Linked DNA regions of Zea mays: region 2 is linked to region 1. A link is a contact called in public Hi-C data. All regions are on one chromosome and are shown on one strand. Each heading gives the region's core, a stretch centred on a gene start, on an enhancer-like site or on the middle of the called end of the contact. The rest is flanking DNA. Distances are from core to core; before and after follow the strand shown. Region 1 holds the start of LOC100279906 (RING/U-box superfamily protein). Region 2 has its middle 47 kb from the start of LOC100279578.

Region 1 (7,221 bases), core at 449-2,948:
AAAGAATTGCTCAAAATAAATTAATTCTTGGACACCCTGGTTATAATAACCCATTCAATCGAACTAACAATTTGTCCATTCATCTACCAGGTTGGAAAGTGGCATGGACTAAAAGTTACCTTGGGCAAGAAATTGAGATACATCCAAGATGCAAAACAATACCACTGGTACGATGGTTGCGTCCTTCTGATGACTGAGAAGGAGTCAAAGTAGGATATGTTGTAGGTGGCTGCTGAGGTTCTTGATCCAAATGTCTGTTTCGATGAACATACCGCCAATAAATAAGAGGAAGACTAGCAATGCAGCCAAGTGTATATCCAATTATCCATGCGAACAAAGGAGCATGGGGATGTTCATGTCTTGAAAAGATGAGGATGACAATAGCAGCTACAACCTGAGCAATGTACATGACAATTTCAAACGAGATCCATAAACCAGAATTCCATGGACTTCTTCCATGACCATATATACTATCTCTTCTAGGAAAAGATAAATTTCTGGTGCTATAAGCAGTTGGTGATATTGATGGCGAAGACTCTGATGACAGGGTTTGTGTGCTTGTTGATAGCCTATCTTCCTGATGTGGTTCATCCGAGTCACTGCACATATCTTGATGACTGGTTGATGTTGATGCAGTTTCCCCATGTGCTACACTTATAACATGATGTACACCATCACAGGAAGTGTGCGCCATTAATAACTTGGATCTACCAATGTCCAGCTTAGTTCTTATGTCGAATGGGCACTACCATATGTAGCGCAATAATGAGTTTCTATCTTTCTAACCAGATGTTACCATCGGCCATCATATTAACTAACATACAGATGGCTGAAATGTTGATCCTCAATAATCTACTGAACTTTGAGTTGTGTGCTAGGTAACTTCTCTTGCTTCACAGAAGATCCCCACAGAGGTAGCCTAAGCTACAAATTTGAAAAAGGATTTCTCATGTACCTTTTGTCATATACATGCAAACATAGTAGAGTTATTCGTAAATATACTGAACCACTATACAAAAAATATTAGTTCACGTAGGCTAAGCTGTGAGTATTAGATTCGATTACTGTGAAAGGCCATGATTTATGAGTTTAATCCGAGGAAGTGTGAATTTTTAGCGTAAACTATCAATACTATCCAAATTGATTGCTGGAATGGAACTTGATGTAACTGGGACCTCTTATACAGAACGCTTGTAGAGAACCGGAAACCTGCTCTGCTAGGGAAATGACCCAGGAGACCAGCCTGATAGACTATCTATGAACTTCAAATAAGTCACTAATTTACTAATGGTATTGGCTCGCAAGGAGAAAAAGAATAGCCCTACAAAATGACTCTCTTAAAATCTATGTCTGGAAGTCCTTTTAAGATAGGTTAACATAACATATGCTATGCTTAACAGCTTCGCAAGAGGAACTGAGGCGTGAGACCAAGATAGCCGAGCAATAATAAGACCCGATAATATTTGCAAAAGAAAATCGAAATAGTAGGCATAGTAATACATGTAAGCATTTGTAGTTAGATCAGATCCGAATACAAATAGCCAAACAGTTTAATTTAGGGTTTGGGTAGGTTTTGTAAGGTATGGAAGAGGAAGGGGTGGACATACATGGTGGGTGCTCGTCGCCGGGGAAGGGCCCGGCGAATACCTAGGAACCTAGTGTAGGGCTGCGGCAGCGGTCACCCAGACGTCGCCACGGGAAGGATAGCGCCCGCACGCGGGGTGAAAGGGAACAGAAAACGCCGGGGTAATCGGCCGAGCAGGTGCGGATGCTCTGCCCGAACCAGACCAAGAGGAAGAAGTGGAGGATGAAGGGGAGGCAGGCAGAGCAGAGCAGCGGTCCCTTTCGTTTTGGCACGGAGGGACGAGGGAGTATGAGTGAGAGTGGTCCCATGGACCTGGCGTATGCGTGTTAGGAGGGCGTGGCTGACACCTCGCTTCTAGCAAGAAGAACGTGTCGGCTATGGTAGGTAGCCACAGCGATTTTCGCAATCTTTTTATACATTTTATTTGTCTCTTCCCTCGCAGTAAGAACCAAGAAACTAAAGGGATTTTACCTTTGTTTTATAGTAGAAGTATATATAAAATAAAAGGAATATATTACGAATTTATAATTTTTTATGTTTAATGTAATTAAAAATACAGTATAACAATACATAGGGCGGCGTTATTCATCACTCAGCGAGACATAACCCTACCTAATTAAATCCTACAAACCACCACTCGCACCAGCCCACCCAACTGATTCCCCATGTCGCCGCTCGCATGACCCACTCGACCGCCGTCTGTAATTAGTCAAACTCTGCTTCGATCCAGTCGTTGCACCAACGTCCACAAATTTTCGGTGTGGTGCCTTCATTCATCTGTCGCAGCAGTCAGCTCTCGTCCTCGACTCAACACTTTGAATTGATGAGAATGTCTGAAGTAACCCTTAAATGGCTGAATATTTGTTTTTATTGTACATTGAAGTAAACATTGAATGGCCAAAATAAACCTTGAATAGCTAAATATTTGTTCATGTTGTACGTTAAAGTAATCCTTAAATGGCTGAAGCTGAAGCAAACCTTGAATTGCTGAATATTTGCTAGTATGCACTACGGGTTGCGGGCGAATCAACCCCATCAAGCTTTGTTTTGAACTACCAACCCATCCTTGCTTTGATTGTTTTTTAAAACCCATTTTGTACCAATTAGGTGGCAGTTTTGAGGCGGTGGAACCAAAACCCAAATCTGGTTCCTCTCAAAGTTTTTAAGCTCCTCATGCATGGCATTGGCCTAGTTAGGATCAGAGAAAGTGTTTCCAACATCCTGAGGCTCAAAAGAAGCAACAAAAGAGAGTGAGAAAAGTGATAAATCCATTGTGGCATATAGTGAGTGACTCACTCGTGAAGCTCCTCGAACATCTACTGAAGTGGGTGACAACGTTGAATGTGTCGTGGTGCATCCTCGAAGAGGTTAACATCAGCCTGATCGCCTCCATGCCTAGCAGGCTGTAGCTCGAGTGGACCCCAAGTCGTGGAAGAAGTGATGTCGAGTCTGTTGGCCGAAGTAGTGGAAGCAGGCTCGACTGGTACAACAAGTGAAGATGGCTCGGGATTACCTCAATCGGTGTCGTCTTGTTCCTCCTCTACAAAGATGGTCTCACCCATCTGACCTGGACCGCATGCTCAAAGATAGAGGATGGATTAGGCGAAGTTTCATCAAAGTTCACCTCAGAGGTCTCCATGATACTATTAGTTTCAAGGGTAAGAACATGGTAAGCATGGTAGTGTAATGCATAACCAAGAAAAACACCATCAGTAGACTACAACTCGAATTTGTTCAAATTGTGATGTTTCAACATAAAGCATCTGCAGCCAAACATCCTGAAATGGCTAACATTGGGTGTCCATCCAAATCGCAACTCATAAGAAGTCTTGTTCATAAAAGCACAAAGAAATATGCGATTGGACACATGGCAGACAATGTTGATAGATTCGGCCCAAAATCGCCTAGGAGTCCTATGCTCATCGAGCATCATTCTAGCCATCTTAACAAGGATCTGATTCTTGTGTTCAACAATGTCATTCTGTTGGGGCACATGTCACACCTGGATTTAAGGACAAATCCAGATATGGTGACATGTGTGTCAGGATCAAGTCTCACACATATGGCGACTCGGGGTACAGAAAACAATGTCACATCTTTATTACATAATAGAAGTTTCTGTACAAAATAACTAAATAAATTACATGACTCCTCCATAGCCCTAATTGACACTACAGGAAAACGTTCAGTTTCCGACGGCCTAAACCGTCGGAAATAAGCACTGAACCGTCAGAAGTAGTTACTTCCGACGGCTTAAGGCAGGTCCCGTCGGAAGTAACGCCGTAGGGGATACCCAGTCGGAAGTATCCGCGTTTCCGACGGGGCCATCGGAAATAAGTTTATTTCCGACGGCCGGCGTGGGACCGTCGGAAATAAAGTGAGGTGGGCCCCGCAGACGGCCGGCCGTCGGCGCCTGACGCCGTCACAACTTATTTCCGACGGCCCCGTCGGAAATAAGGGGCCGTCAGAAGTAATTAAAAAACAGAGAAACAGAATTTGCCTGCTTTTTATTTTACAAACAATCACACAAATTCAATCAATATCCAGTTTCCAATAATTCATCCAGAATCACATACAATACCACAAATATCCATAATTCATCGTTTCACATGAAACACACAATTAAATTCACAAAATGTTCATCCGTCCACAAATTAAAGCACAAGTTCACAAGTTCACATGTTCACAAGTTCACAAGTTCACAATAGCACAAGTTCGTTCACAATACCACAAGTTCACAAGTCCATAGTACGAGAAAAACACAAGGAGACAAACTACTCAAATGGAGGAGGTTGATCAAATGGATGGGGTTGATTTGATCTGCTAGCTCCTCCGCTGTTTAGAAGACCATCCACAAAAGAAGCGACTGCATCTTCAGAGTCCTCATTTCCCGGAGTTAGCAAGTTTCCTGGAGGGACCTACAACATTCAAAAAAAATGTGTTAGTAGTTAAATTCTTGTTATGCAATGTCAAAAGAAAAAGTCAAGTAATATAACCTGAGGTGCAGGTGTGGGCCAACTAAATTGTGGAGTCGGTACAAACTGCGGGATAGGTGGAGGAGTTGGCATAGTCATGGCTGAAAAATCTGGACGTTGTCCTAGTGCTATTTGCTGAAAGAAATTGAAAGCTATGTTACGAGGATATATTAGAAAATATGTGCTCCAATTATAGTAGAGGCTCACGAGGATCTAATTACCTGCATCATCTCCTGCTGTCGTGCAAATTGAGCAGCCCAGTACTCTTGTTGTTGCTTGTTATACTCCTCCTGCCGCCTCAAAGCTTCCTGCACCCGGATCAGCTCGGCGTTTCCTTGGGTACTAGAGCGAGGACCACGGCTAGACGACCTCGATGGGTGAGACCTTTCAGGCCTCACCTGAGTCGAGTCGATAACACTACCAAACATGGGGTAACTACAAAAAAATAGAAAGAAGTTAAACACGCAACACATCATGTTAAAAAAGATCAAATCGACGAATTAATAATAGCAAACTCACCGTCCATGAGGTTTTCCGCCTCCACTAGCATACACAATCTGAGGATCGATAGGCTGATTCATCCAATCATAGTCTTGCCCATGCTCCGACATCATGGAAGCACCATATGAGGCCTGACAAATAATAAACAATGCAGTTATATTTTTCTCGACTCTTAGAATAGAAGTGCATTGTAACTAGTTGCGAAAGTCTCACCACACGCTCAGCAGCTGACTGAGAACACAACTGTTCTGGATTTGTAGGATCCGACCCCCTGTGACCTCTAAGGTAAACCTGAACATCACTCGGCGTAACACCAGAACTAGCTTCCTACAGGCAAAAGAAAATAACATAAAACACATAGAAGATTCATGATATGCACGACCATAAATTACACTTACCATGCGCTTTGCCAAACGAACGTGGCCATCACCACCATATCTGTGGTGAACATCATGCCCACGATTTGAGCTGTTTCTCAATGAAACACCTTTAAATCCATCTGTTGCCCAATATTTGCATACAGCCCGCCAACCAACCTCATTTGATGCCATCCATGGCACCGAGTCTGAAAACTTTATTTCGATCCAATGTATTGTTAGTACTAACACTTGGACATGAATTAGGATAAAAACAATTTACCTCAAGATATTCTTCTTTGGTTAAGTATTTGTTTGATGCCTCACTTTTGGAACGTGGCCGACGTCCTTCCTGCCTTAATATGTAATCAGAAGTGACCTGGATCCGAGCATAATACATCTGATCCCTAACCAAGGTAGTCGCGCTCTTGTTAAAAACGATCCGTGCACGATCGTTCATACTTCCATCTTCAGGCAACTTGTAACGTTTCTGAAAAAAAACAAGAAACAAGATTTTTAGCACATTGTATAGTTGAATCAATTCAAGTTGGGCTAGAGAACATACCCAGAACTCATGCCACACAGCACCTTGGGCATTCCTATGTTCTGCATTGAACGCGAGCCCGTACTGATCCCAAGACATACAAGGCACCTCAACGCCTTTCTCCATCACTACACCAGGCCAGAGATATTTGCATATACTTCCCAAAACTTTATTCACCTGTGTGCGACGTCCTTGACCTTGAAAAGATGCATCAATCCAAGACCTGCAACCACATTGTACAAAAGAAGCATTAACAAATTTCATATAATGTATGAACAAATATTTAACATTAGAATCAACTCACTCGTCGCCACATGGTACGATCAGAATCTTATCCTCCTCACGAGCAGGAACTTTAGGAGGAGGCACCCAATGTGTTTTCCTCGACTTCCGTGCCCGAGAAGACCCTCCACCACTAGAAGCTCCAGCATCACTGCTAGGCCATGAGTCCCATCCGCCTGCTGACCCTCCACCCTCAAACTGACCACCACCAGAAGACCACCCATCTCCAGCTCCACCTCCAGCATCATCTTCCTGCTCATAGTCTGCATCGGCCGCATCGTAATCGGCCGCATCCTCACCCCTCGCCTCCTCCTCTTGAGTCTCGTTAACATCCTGCACATGAAACACTTTAATCATTAGATTCATATAAACATTACTATATTGAAATAAAATAATAATTTAGAGTAATCACACCTGTCCCTGCATATCAGGTGGAAGATGTTCCATCAAAGCCTGTCGTCTGTTGCTCGAGAGCGACTCGGTACCTTGGAACAGACACTCTTGTGCTTTGCTTCTTCCTGAAGAAGAAGAGCCCTTCGTCATGCCCTTCACAAAATTCTTCAACTTTCGAGCCACCATCCTGCATATTGAAAATTATATTAGTATAACAATAAAGAGATAACAACATAGTATAACAATAAATTAAATTTTAATTCATCAAAATAAATATTTACTTCTTAATCATATTCGAAATCAGGATTAATTTGTTGTCTTCTCAAGCGCGTCGACTTTCTCTCGGGCGTCTTTTTCTTCTTCGACTTTCGTTTCCTTTTTGGAGGAACTATTACATCATTAAGATCGCCCGCTACTGAATCTGGCTCCATTGTTGTTTCTATATTAAAAACGGGTAGAACTTCAATTTCTTGATAAATTTCTTCAACATCAGCTTCCACCTCATTTTGTCGATAACTTGTATCACCCTTTAAATATAATCTTTCACGGGGATTTACGTTCTACACTACCCACCAGTCTTTAAGA
Region 2 (7,343 bases), core at 580-3,079, 290 kb after region 1:
TCTAAGGAGGATAAAGGCAAAGGCAACCGTACAGGCGTGATCTAAGGAGGATAAAGGCAAAGACAAACGCTACAGGCGTGGTCAGTAATGTAGTAAGCAACTCTGCCATGCTTTGCCAAGACATTAGAGCATCTCCAACAAGTTCCAAAAACTATTTCTTCCAATACATAAATATTGGGACATCCTTAAAACTTTAAATCCAAAAACAATGATACTACTCCAACAGCGTCTGCCACTGCCACATCATGTGTATCAAGCCACATACATAGACACCATACAGTCATTTTTGTTTCGTAAAGACCAACATGAACTTTTCATTGAACTTAGTGGAGCATCTACTGCAATATCAAAGAACACCATACAATTCTGACCCTCACTTTGATTAAGGCAACTAAACAATGGTTTAAAGTGACAGGATCCGCAATACTTGTTGTAATCACAACTATACAGTCTGCAAGTTTAAACTTCAATTGAAAACAAATATTGTTCTTTTGTAAATGTTAAAACTAATGACGACCTATATCGCTAAATGTCTTGTCCAAAACATGTTGTCGATATTTGCAGTCAGACCATGGATGGCTTCATTCTTTTGGATCAGCAGCCTACAGAATGCACATATTAAAAAGGAAATTACATTAGTAACTGAAATGGGCTGACATCTACAAAGGGAAAACTATATATGTACCGGTGACATGATACTAATTAGTAGCAGCTCTTGGATAACGAGCAAAACTGTGCCTTCACTTGAGAACAGATGCTCTAGGTATGCAGAACTAAGTAAAATGAAATCTGTTTACTAGTTGACGGTGTTAAGGTGTGTCCTCTACGCTAGCCGGTTAACAGTTATTGGGATAGTGTTAACATTAATCGTCTAATCGTGCCCCTGATCAGGGAGCTATTCTAACTATTGGTTGCAGTCTCTAGTTACACGACACCATATCAATAGATTAAGGGGGCCGACGGGTTTAGCCAACGCTAATCACTCGATCACAAAAGTCTAATCGACACTTTACAGAGGTCCTTATCACCTAAGCGCTCAGAGTGACTGGAAGAGATGCGGCTCATGGCTTTGATCCGCGTAGACTCCCCAACGGGATCAGGATCTAAGCTTCCCCTGTAGGTGCCAACTGCCAATAGAGGAGTCACTCCATCGCCGACCAGCGACAAGAACCAGTCTCCTCGCCACATGCAGGGAGGTGGAGGAGGCAGATCTTCGCTGTAAGACGCCGCCGCCATGGCTGCTGCGATGAACAACAATGAAGGTATGTACCTCTGTTCCTCTCAGTATAATAGATCTAGTCGTTATCGAGGAATTGTAGTTACGAATTGGTATTCTGGAGGCTTAGGAATCGATCCTAGGCACTATGAACATTGATCAGAAGCTACAACTACAATATGAATCCTGCTGTGTAAAAGGAAGTTCAAATTGGCTGGTATGAATAAGAACTGAAAACATGGCTGTCATGAATAAGAACTGAACACAATAATGTTTTCATGACTGTAGAAGCTACATGTTTCATTGGTTCGTGCAGGAGCTTTCAAAAAAATGCACATGTTCACCTGAGATTGTTTACACACCAACAGAAATGTAAAGTCAGGAGCTCAGGACAATAAAGCATTACTACTCAATACCTGTTCTGTTGTGCCTGTTGTAGCTTGCGCCTCCATGGCATCACAGGGAGCGGGAGGCCGGCTGGCCGGCTGGGTTTCAGACGACGGGGTGGGTGGGGGTGGGAGGTGTCAGTGGCGCACGACGCCACAGGAAGCGGGAGGCCGTTGGGGGATCACTAGGGGGCTGGCGGTGGCACTGTGAGGCTAGCGACGGCGCGTCGCAGGAGCTGCAGGTTGGTTTCCCATCGCCCGAGACATCGTTTACTCCGGTGCAGACGTGGGGCGCTTGCGGGACGCTCGGCTCTCGTGCCAAATCTCTATTCAATAGTAAGGTGGTAAGGGATAGTTCCGTCACCGTACTGTCTTTCTCATTCTAACTTTCCCGCAAAGTCCATTCTCATTCCTAGCTGTCATTCCGTGTTCTGCCATTTACATTCCTTCTCCCCGTACTGTCTTTCTCATTCCCTCTCCCCGCAAAGCTCATTCTCATTCCAACGTGCATCTCACGCCTAGCTAAAATTAAATTAAAAAACACAAATGTGCCCCTCAAGCAAATATGCTCGTAGCTACCACTACCACATGTGTGTTTATATCAATATCTGTTACAGTAAAAATATCTACTACATCTGTCTTAAAGCCTACCGGCTACCCTTGCACAATGTGTAGTAGTAGATAATTATCAACGAGATTCCTGAATTATATTTTTAGATAGAGGAAGTACTATTTAAAGAAGAGTCTTGCATGCAATTTTTTTGTTTGATGTTTTCAACTTAAATTCTTTTTTTATATGTGTGACATTTATTCTCCGTAATATATTTTTCATGGATCTGACTTGTGAGTCATTTTCATAAACCAACGCCAAAGATAAATCCATGTTTCTTATTTGGAAACCCCGAACAAACACCACTGGCAGGAAGCGCTCGCATTGGCGTCGCTCATCGACGACGAGAAAAGCTTGGTGCCTGTCAGTTCGACCTCTGGAAGTTATACTACGTGACTGCATGCGTCGCTGTGTTCGACAAGCTCCGGCGCAGCCGCCGCTTGGACGCGGTCCAGAGTGGCTGCACCACGCTGTCCATCTTCAAACAGGGGGACCTCATGGTCGTCGCCAAACGTCGGCGACTCTCGGGTTGTTCTGGGCACCGCATCCGACAACGGCGCTGTCACGCCGTCCAGCTCATCATCCACCTGAAGCTCAACCTGCCATGTAAGTCACTACTGACCGGCCATGAATTCTTGTGCGCTGGGACGACGATCGTTGCTGACGTTGTGTGAATGTCCTCGAACAAGATGTATGTAGAGAAGTAGCACATCTGGTGGTGCAAAGGCTAGGTGTACTACCTCGCTGATGAGCCCGGGGTGCACTTCGTTTGGCAGCCTAGCCAAGAGTCATCGATACTCGCCATGTCGTGCATGTTCAATGATTACTATATCAAGGACTATGGCGTCATCTTGGCCAGAGGTGACGCAGAGGATGACCGATAGCAATGACCACTCGCCATCGTCGGGGTAGCTTTTGTGCTGGTCTGCCTTTAATTCTCTTCGCAAACACATGCATTTGTCTTTTTTGTTTAAGCAAGCGTGTATGGTGGTGCGTACCTGATGACTGACAGTGTACGAGGGAACTTCTAACGGTAGATGTGGCACGTGCTCTTTAATAATGAGACCATACAGATCGTGGCATATATCAAAAGTCTGCATGATATTGATGGTTTCAATGTAGTAGTGAAACAACTAAATTAAAATAACAAAATTTATATATGGCCAGGATTACAAATAGATTATGAAACATTTTTTATAACAATATAAGACATATTTTATATATAAGTTATTATGTTATTATATGTTCTCGTTGCAACGTACGAGCACTCACCTAGTCGACGAATGAAGACGCGAAAGGAGAGGCAGCCGCGGGGATTGGGAACGATACTGTAGGCGCAAATATGCGCACGGAAGCGTCCAGTTTACTCATGCAACGTGATTGGAAGCAGGGATAGAGATGTATTGGAGCTCGGTTTTTATTTTTTTTCCTACAACAATTTTTCATTTACACTAATTCAGCTCTAGATTAGTATAAATTGAAATTAAATTTATGTCTCAAAATAATCTGAACCTTTTCATTTTTTTATTCGGTTAAACTCATCATATATTATAAAGGTTTGAGAATTTTTTTAACAGACATCGATTCTATCTATAGCTTATTAAATATGGAATAAATACATAAAGATAATACACAAGTTTATATTAGAATCTATATATCAAAAGAATAATTAGCTTTGAGAGATACATGAATTAAATGATGGATTTAATCTTATCATGAGATTGAGTGTGAGGTATTGATTCACCAATCCAAACCCGAATAAAATTTATGGTGTGATTTTATCCTTTTAACCGAACAAGGGTTTAGTGGGCTCTAGAGGATTATGCACTCCGGGATTCAGAATATTGTTTCCCTGCCTGAGAACACAATCATTCCAATCGATTCATGCAATGAGAAGCCGCAAAGTTAAAATTCATTTGTCTAGGCACACTGGCCGTGTGACCCTACACACCTACCAAAGATCTGTTTGCAAATTCCTATTGTCATCAGATAAAAGAAGTTTGCATTCTCGGAAGTAATAAAAGAACAGAACTGCAGATTTCAGAGTTCGTGAGAGATCAGGGTTTTCAAAACACACCTACCAAAGATCTGTCGTGCAAATTCCTATTGTCAGATCCGGTAAGGCCGAGCGTAGCTCTACTAGTTACCGAAACAGAAGATCTGTCGTGCAAATTCCTAATGTAAATCATTAGGCGCATTATCAGGTCCACAAGGTGTACATGATTGGAAACTACACCTTTCAGGATCAGAAATAGGCACAAAAAAGAATGGAAGTAGACTCACCCTTGATGGGGCCAGCCAATCATGAACAAAAAGATTGCCAGGGATAAAATTGACAGCAACCAGCACTTTCTCATTTAGAGCAAAAGGATACCACAGTCATAAGCTTTAGCAAACACTATGCTGAAAATGTTCTCAGACCTAGCTAGCTAGCTGCTGCCCTGAATGAACTTCTCAAGATCAGATATAATGCAAATAGTTTTTTTAGTACACTATCCCAAGAAGAACAGACACTACTTTTATTTGTTATTATTGATCAGATGGGGTCGCCTCCTCCAGGTCAGATGGGCAGAGTTGCCACCGCCTTCAGCTTTGGCTTGTTCTCTTCCTTGACCTCCAGCAGCAGCATCACCACGGACCTCATTGACGGGCGTTTGGTTGGAAGGTTTGAGACACAGAGCAGCCCGATTTTCAGAACCATGCACATCTCGTCCTTGAACTGCTCGTCGAGGTTCTGGTCAAGCACAGACTCTAGCCCGTACTGCTCAACTTTGGCAGTCACCCACGCCACCAGGTCCATCTCGCCAATCTCTGCTGCCAGCGGCTTCTTTCCGGTAACGAGCTCAAGGATCACCACACCAAAGCTATATATGTCACTCTTTTCAGTGACATGGAGAGTGTAGGCATACTCTGCAACCCATAATAGATCAGTCAGCTCTAACCTGTAGATTCACTATACTAGAGTACTTTTCAAAAACTATGTAGAGCAACTAAAGAAAATACAAAGTAAAAAAAAAACTGAGGCACAACAGCAACATATGTAAACATGCAGAAACTACAGCAACTAACCAGGAGCAATGTATCCACAAGACCCTGCAATCATGGACATGGTAGCCGGGCCATCCCCAATAGTCCTTGCAACACCAAAATCTGCAATCTTGGCACCATACTCCGCGTCGAGCAAGATGTTGTTCGACTTCACATCTCGATGGACGATCACGGGCTTACAGTCATGGTGCAGGTATGAGAGTCCTTCAGCAGCGTTAACAGCAATCTTATACCTCATGGGCCAATCCAAGATGTGGCGTTTCTCACTGTGGAGCACATCCCCCAGGCTACCATTTGCCATGTACTCGTAGACAAGCAACCTGCTGCCGTTGTTTGTGATGCTGCACGCAAGCTTTACAATGTTCCTGTGCCGAACTTTGCTTAGCATGGCAACCTCAGCCTTAAACGAGTCTATGCTTTTGCTCGCCGCACCGCTAGGCCAGAGCTTCTTGACAGCCATGGCCTCACCCTGTGGCCCAACAACCACCTTGTACACCTTGCCTGCGCCACCCTGGCCAATCACGTTGCTCTCATCAAGGTTATTGACAATGGCCCTCTCGCTAAAATCCACCTTGTGGAAGGATGTCAGCACCCAACTAGATTTTCCATCATCCAATTCAGCAGCACTGATCTTGTACATCCTGTACTTGTATCCGAACCAAGCGATGCCAGTGAGTAGGATGATCCCACTGACACCTATGATGGTGACCACCATCTTGATAATCTTGCTCTGTCTGCCATCAGAATTGCCATTGCTACGGCAGAACCCATAGCACAGGCCAGGGTTGCCCAAGAAGCTGTCTCGGTACTCCAAGCCATTGAAGAAACTGGGTATAGGCCCTGAGAGCTTGTTATAGGATATGTTGAAACGAGCCAGTCTGAGATTCCCCAACTGCACGGGCAACTGACCGGAAAGCTCATTGTGTGACAGATCAAGCGTGTTTATCTCGACGATCTCCCCAAGCTCCTCAGGAATGTTCCCACTGAGATGGTTATCTGAAAGGTCCAACTGTGTCAGTTTCTTCAGCCTGCCAAAGTCCTCTGGGATCTCTCCAGATAGAGAATTGTTGCTCAGATCAAGATTGTAGAGTATCGAAAGGTTGACAATCGACCGAGGTATGGGTCCGGTGAAACCATTGTTGGAAGCCTTGAACTCTTGCAGGTTTTCCAAGGTCCCAAGCTCGGCAGGTAGAGTGCCTGTGAACCGGTTGTCCTGTAGAAGCAGCTTGGATAGGCTCTTGGCACCAGAAATGGCAGGATCAACCGACCCTGAGAGCGCATTCTCGCGAATCTCAAGCAGGCCCACGTTGGGCAATCCCCAAAATCTTGGTGGCACTGGGCCAGACAACCTGTTGCTCTGCAGCCGCACCCTCACGAGTGTCCGGCATTCCCCGAGTTCAACCGGAATGGGGCCCTCAAACTCGTTGTCCAGCAACATGAGCTCCTCCAGTTTCCCGGACGCACAAAGCGTCGCCGGAATTGGACCCGACAGCCGGTTGTCCGACGTGTCCAGGAATGAGAGCGGGCAGTTCTTCCCAAGCTCCGCCGGCAGCGGCCCTGAAAGCTGGTTGCCGAAAATCCTCAGGTCAGATAGACTTGGCGTCGTCCCCAACGTCATCGGCAAGTGACCGGACAGATTGTTCTGGTAGACATGCACACTCACAAGCCCCGGCGCCGCGAACATGTCCTCCGGTATCTCCCCGGTGAGCAGGTTCATGGAGATGTCCAGTGAATGGAGCTTCTTGAGGCCTCCCAGCCCCACGGGAATAGCACCCGAGAGCTGGTTCGAGAAGAGCTCGATCTGCTCCAAAGAAGTCAGGTTCCCAATGCTTGGTGGTATCTCACCAGACAAGCTGTTCACCGAAAGGTCCAGATTGACGAGATTCTTCAGCTTCCCGATGGAAGAGGGGATGGTACCGGTGAGGGAGCAGTTGGCGACGAACAGCACGCGGAGGTTGGCCAGGTTGACGAGCATGTCCGCCGGTAATGGCGACGGGGCGAAGGGGTTGTAGGCGAGTTGGAGCTCCCGGAGGCCGGTGAGGTTGGCCAAGAACGCCGGAAACTCGCCTGACAGCGCGTTCTG

What was found. Hi-C and Micro-C count contacts between places; a contact is called where the count stands out from the background.
Region 2: a Hi-C map of ear shows a contact between it and region 1, with 2.4 times the contacts expected there. The contact joins the enhancer-like site here to the promoter of LOC100279906 in region 1. A contact is called at or near these places in 5 of 25 Hi-C or Micro-C datasets (bundle sheath, ear, leaf and 1 more).

The regions. Positions count from the first base shown.
Region 1 is chr7:93,172,171-93,179,391 of Zm-B73-REFERENCE-NAM-5.0, forward strand. It overlaps LOC100279906 (RING/U-box superfamily protein), which reads right to left and starts at 1,699. Exons shown (of 5, transcript NM_001152858.1): 1 at 1,608-1,699; 2 at 120-955. The coding sequence starts at 694. It overlaps LOC118472947, which reads right to left and starts at 4,989. Exons shown (of 3, transcript XM_035960965.1): 1 at 4,782-4,989; 2 at 4,582-4,695; 3 at 4,174-4,503. The coding sequence starts at 4,988. The coding sequence ends at 4,360. It overlaps LOC109941239 (a long non-coding RNA gene), which reads right to left and starts at 5,568. Exons shown (of 3, transcript XR_002263875.1): 1 at 5,460-5,568; 2 at 5,275-5,388; 3 at 5,106-5,192.
Region 2 is chr7:93,464,407-93,471,749 of Zm-B73-REFERENCE-NAM-5.0, forward strand. It overlaps the pseudogene LOC100304321. Among protein-coding and RNA genes, the nearest start is that of LOC100279578, 47 kb to the left of the region's middle. Within about 2 kb of position 1,830, at least 6 of the 20 cell types and tissues checked have an H3K27ac peak or open chromatin away from gene starts, as enhancers often do. A contact at or near this core is called in ear, where this site is marked.